Linked DNA regions of Mus musculus: region 1 is linked to region 2. Evidence: chromatin contacts called from public HiChIP or PLAC-seq data. All regions are on one chromosome and are shown on one strand. Each heading gives the region's core, a stretch centred on a gene start, on an enhancer-like site or on the middle of the called end of the contact. The rest is flanking DNA. Distances are from core to core; before and after follow the strand shown.

Region 1 (2,700 bases), core at 182-2,681, 970 kb after region 2:
CGAGCCCATCTGACGTCCCCTTTAATCCCCAAGTGTCCCAGCGCGTGCCCACAGTGCCCTCCGGCCGGAGCAGGTTCCATAAGCTCTCAGAGTAAATCCCCTCGGAAACATTAATCACAGCGACCAGCAAGTGCAAACTGCGAGCCCGCCCGGTGTCTGCCCCTTAATCCCTCCCTCTGAAAAAGCAGAGGCGGACAGGGGCTCAGTTTATTCTTTACAGGAGCGGTCTCTTGACCGACTGGACGTGCTTTCCCGAGAATTCACGAAACCTTGACAAAAGTAAAGGGATGTGAGAGTGGAGAAAAGAAGTGAGGGGAGATAAGCGGGAAACTGGGGTGCAGGTTAATTACTGCGGAGTAACCCTAGCCAGGAGCCCAGAGATTGGACAGGAACGGCGGCACTGCGGTGGGGGTGGGGAGCAGTTGGAGGAACAGAACGCTGGGCTAGGTTGGGAGCTGGAGTTGGAACCCAGTTCTTTTCCTTCTGTGCTTCAACCCACGTGACCTCACGTAGGCGTTGTCCCCTTACAAGAATCAGGGTTTGCCCCTTTGGGGCTTGTTGCTCGCACTTGAGATTTCACTATCATGTCGTTCAATTAATCATATTCCAGTTCTCCTATTTTATTCAAAACCGTCTTCCAGTTCCCTCATAATCGTAATTTGCGCCATTGCCTTTTATCTTTGATTAATTAGGAAGCTGAAAATGATAATGGAGGGTTGGACCAATAAATTAGCTTTAAGAACAGACGGACCGACGTCCAGGGCTGCTGTGGGTGGGCACTGCAAAAGGGGGTGGAGGGAGAGTAGCGGCTTCCTGGGGCGAAATACACTAGCCGGCCTCAAACACGTGAGCTAGCACCACTCCCTGACTGAGTACTGAAAAGACCCCTTCCCTAGTTTGAGTCTGCACTTGGAGAGCGGCTAGTGAGGGCGGGCTTCACCATTCTTTGTGAATTTGAGGTTTAGAGACGCCCCTGTTGAAAATATTTCTTCAGCGAGGAGCTAGAAAGTTATCTTTGATTTTTGCCCTTTCCTTCTCTCTCCCCTTACTACTAATCGAGAGAGTGCGAAAATCTAAAATCAGCCCGTGGCTCCCAGGCCCAAGAGGCAAGCCCCCTTTCTCCTTCCACGAAATCGTTCACGCCTCCAGACGGGCTAAACGAGAGAGCACTTTGCGGCTCTTCACGGCTTCGCTCCAGCCTCTTTAGCTTTCAATTGAAAACCAATTAAAGGTTTCTATAAATCTGTTAGCTCCCCTTTTATCTGGGGACCCCTGATGCATGCGATATTGCCCTTTAGATGGCTCTTCCGTGTTTTGTTTTACAATTGTTGTATCAATATAATGCGGCCTTTCTTCTCCTGTCTCTATAGATACAGATACACAAGGAAAACCAGAGCTATTCAGGCTCATTTGTCCAGGAGCCTAGCAGCGGTGCCCTTTCTCTGCGGCTGCTTTCCCTGGTTCGGTAGCAGCAGTTATGGTAGAAGCAGATGGCTGCTGATTGGGGGAGCTTTGTGGCTCTAATGCTGAATACTTTATGGAAAAGGACTTTACCATGCTTGGTTGGGCAGAGGAACAAGAGGGTGAGATTTACGGCCAGGAAAAATAAATCTTTTTCCAAGTTGTGGCTCCCTTCTCACCAGTGTCTCCTCTGCCCCTGGGGTCAAACAGTAAGGAATTGGTCTGATTTGATTTGATTCGCCTTTCTGCTAACAGCATTTTTTAGTCAGGATCTGCGTGGAGCCTGCACCGAGAGCCAGAAGTTTATGAAAGACCCCAGGTTGCGGATGCTGCTTCAGCACGGGCTCACCCCGGGGTGACAAGCAGAAGGACGCGCTCTTAAAGGCTGTTGGAGGCCCTGTTTTCCTGTCTGTCTTGCTGAGCTGAGCGAGGCTTCCTTGCTGGTTATCCTATTATCGGTGAGGAACAAAAGGGGAAGCCAAAGCCAGAGGACAGACACTAATCTTGAAGGAGAGAGGAAAATGACAAATATGGAGAGCCAGGTGTGCTTATCACTTTGAAGGGGTTTGAGCTGGAAGGGAGTTTAAGGGATATCTGGGAATGCAACACTGTTTGGAAGGAGATTTAAATTCAGTTGTTGAGGGATACACACAGTGCAAGCCTCTGCTGGAGGACAAACTCACCTTAACACATACCCTTTACTGTTCATCTTCTCTTTATCTTTCCTGAGTTTTGCTTTTCTTAAGTCAGGTGTATTTTGCCTCTGCTGCTGAAGTGTGTACCCACCCCCACCCCTTGCCTGTAGATGCTGTTTTAAAGCACTGTCATACACACACACACACACACACACACACACACACACACACCGCATTAAGACAAGCTAACCAATCTCAATGCTGGCTCTCTTTCTACTTCAGGTATAGTCCTTGTTTTCCCGACCATGGAAATTCCATTTTTCCACTTTAAGAAACTTCCAGCCCTCCTTCTTGTTCCAAAGTCCCTTTATCCTGCATTCCATATTTTATCCTGACCCTAGAAACTTGTTGGAAGGCCGGGGCAGCTTCCAAAAAGGTCACAGTTTTCTACCAAAAACTTCCTCTACATCTCTGAAGCACACTGCTGCCCCACATTCCAGTAGGAACCTTTACATCTTGTTTCCTTCTAGAGAGGAGAAAACATTTAGTAGTTGAGGTAAGACTCAAAACTTATACTCACTGAGCATGTCAGACAGAAGCATTT
Region 2 (2,700 bases), core at 143-2,642:
CCCAATGGAGGAGTTAGAGAAAGGACTAAAGGGGTTTGCAACCCCATAGGAAGAACAATAATATCAACCAATCAGCCCCCCCCCCAGAGCTCCCAGGGACTAAACCACCAACCAAAGAGTACATATGGATGGGCCCATGGCTTCAGCCACATATGTAGCAGAGGATAGCCTTGTCATGCATCAATGAGAGGAAAGGCTCAATGTCCCAGTGTAGGGGAATGCCAGGACAGGGAAGTGGTAGTGGGTAGGTGGGTGAGGGAACACCCTCGTAGAGGCAGGAGAGTAGGATGGGATAGGGAGTTTTGGGGTGGGGATCTGCAAAGAGGATAACATTTGAAATGTAAATAAATAAAATATCCAATAAAAAAGAATTTATTATCATAATTAGAAATCAAACATATCAGGGTTATGTAACAGTTTCTTTCCTCTGACTCTACTACTCTGAAAACTGACCATGGATAGGCCCTGTTCTGGAGCCTTCTGAGAATTTTTTCTTCCTTTCAGCCACCGTCATCTAATTAGTCAGACATGCACATTAAGTAGATGGAGGCTCAACCTTAGGAAAAGAATGTATGGCATATGACCTTGGGGAATATAAAACTCACATACAGAGTTAGTCTATGAAGAAAATACCTTTGAAGATATTTGTAGGTGTTCACTAATTAACTTCACAAAGATGAGGGACAGGGAGTGTGAGAGGACAAAGCCAACCAAGCAAATGAAACCAAATGAGATGAACCGAAGAGTCTCTGCTGCCCCAGATGATGACAGAATACTTTTCACAACACTTTTCTTCCAAACTGTAACAAGTTTACACATAAATTCTCCTCATAGAGTAGGTAATTTTAAAGAGAGGTTATTCCTTCTTCAATATGTGACTACCATGGCTGTAAACCTTAAATTACCCAAAATAACTATTGCTCAGTCATGCTAAAAGGATATATAACTGGTGAATAAAATTCTGTCCATCCTTCTATAACCAAGGAGAGAGAAAGAAGTCCTCTTGGGTAGCATGGCTAAGGTTTTACTTCTATGCAGATTATAATTTAAAATTGACTTCTGAATTTGTTAAGCCTTTTGACCCGTATTCAGAGTGTTGTGAGAGGACTCACGCCAACAAATAACAATACTGTATTTATCAGCAGCCACCTGCAAGGCTTTAGAATTCAGCTGCTGGTTTTTTTTTCCACAGGCCATAGACACTTTTTATCTACCATCGTTGCACACCCAACAGCATTGACTAAGAAAAGAAAGCCAAAGGGTAGATTTCCTGAAAACCACTATTTTTATCGGAACAAAGGAGCAAAGTTTTCTGAATCAGTCTTAAGAAGTACAGATATTGAACATGCTGACAATACTAGTGTTATTCTGAAAGCCACATTACACCCCACCTCACTGGGTCTATTGATTGGAAAGTCGTCCAGAATGAAAGGACATAAAAAAAGGCCAAACTGCTTCGTCTAACAAGGTGCCATCAATAATGCCCACATAGGAGACCATTCTCTGATTTAAGACCTTGTCTCTTCGTGCATCCACTTAAAGCTGTGAGGGGGGAGGAAAGCTCACACACCCAAAGAGAAAGTTAGGAGAAGGCTGTCCAGTTCCTCATACAGCCACTGTCTTCTGGCTTTCCTCCTTAGAGCATTCATTCTCATGGGCAGGGATGAACCAGCGCTCAGTGCCCTATGTATATGAGCACTCCTGTACTTAGATATGCACATGTATATTTATATAAAGAGGAAGCTTTGTTCTGATTTGTACATACATAGGAAAATTTGGGCTTTTTGAAGACATCTTCTTAGGAAGATCAATCAAGGTTGAACACAGCTGGCTTTTGAAAGCTGAGTTTCTAACTGAAAGTTTCCTGCTATTATCTTGACAATCTTATTATTATCAAAGCATTTTAATATTGGGTATGACAAGGAACACTCACTGCAGGGAAGAGTGGGTCAGGATCATTGATGGGAGGGGAACACTAACAATTGTGCCCCCTGTAGCCGCCATAATAATTTAATACTGTCATACTGGGAGGCTTCATTTTGCTTGGCCCACATTGAGCCTCCCAGTATATTGTTTCCTTTTGGCCAACTATCAGGGTCTCCCTTGAACAGCCTGAAAGACTTCAAATGAAGGATCCTGCTGATAATTGCCTAAGGGTAGGATTTTTGTTTTGCCTGAAAGTCGGTAATTTAAGCATTATTCTAAATCAGGCTTCTGGGTTTGGGACAGAATTTATTTCAAGGTTGTATTAAAGTTGTTAGTAGATCAATAATTTTTCTTCCCATTGACTACTTGTCTCCTCCCCACACATAGGGATGACATGTTCACTAAATGGTACAGACTAGCTATATTGGAGCTGCCACACGCCAGCATCCTTTCTGTTTGCTTTGTATTTTAAGGCTGATACTTCTTTTTTTTTTTTCCCTATTGGGCTTAACTCTTTCACCTACATTTCTGCTCAGTATCAGAAAACATTTAAAGCCTTTGTATCCAGGAAGAGGCCAGTTGTTCTTTGTTACAAGGGGAGGTTCTATTCATGGGAATTTTCCTGGTATCTATGCAGAAGATAACTAAGTTCACAGAAGTCTTAAACTCACGAACATTCTAGAAAGGAATTTAGGAGCCCAGTGAATCTTGGAGTAATACAGTATAGAATGTATTTTGAGCAGAATTTGTCTTAGTGTGTGGTGCTGAATGACC

What was found. HiChIP or PLAC-seq counts read pairs in DNA pulled down with a chosen protein or histone mark.
Region 1: a contact with region 2 is called in an H3K4me3 HiChIP or PLAC-seq map of neural tube, with 6 times the contacts expected there. The contact joins two enhancer-like sites. A contact is called at or near these places in 1 of 484 Hi-C or Micro-C datasets (cerebellum) and 9 of 115 datasets of contacts at active chromatin or transcription factors (astrocytes, differentiating embryonic stem cells, embryonic basal ganglia and 6 more).

The regions. Positions count from the first base shown.
Region 1 is chr5:98,168,645-98,171,344 of GRCm38.p6, forward strand. It overlaps a transcript of Prdm8 not described here. Among named protein-coding and RNA genes, the nearest start is that of Prdm8, 11 kb to the right of the region's middle. Within about 2 kb of position 1,432, at least 11 of the 459 cell types and tissues checked have an H3K27ac peak or open chromatin away from gene starts, as enhancers often do. A contact at or near this core is called in neural tube, where this site is marked.
Region 2 is chr5:97,199,424-97,202,123 of GRCm38.p6, forward strand. No RefSeq gene overlaps it. Among named protein-coding and RNA genes, the nearest start is that of Gm33609, 69 kb to the left of the region's middle. Within about 2 kb of position 1,393, at least 6 of the 459 cell types and tissues checked have an H3K27ac peak or open chromatin away from gene starts, as enhancers often do. A contact at or near this core is called in neural tube, where this site is marked.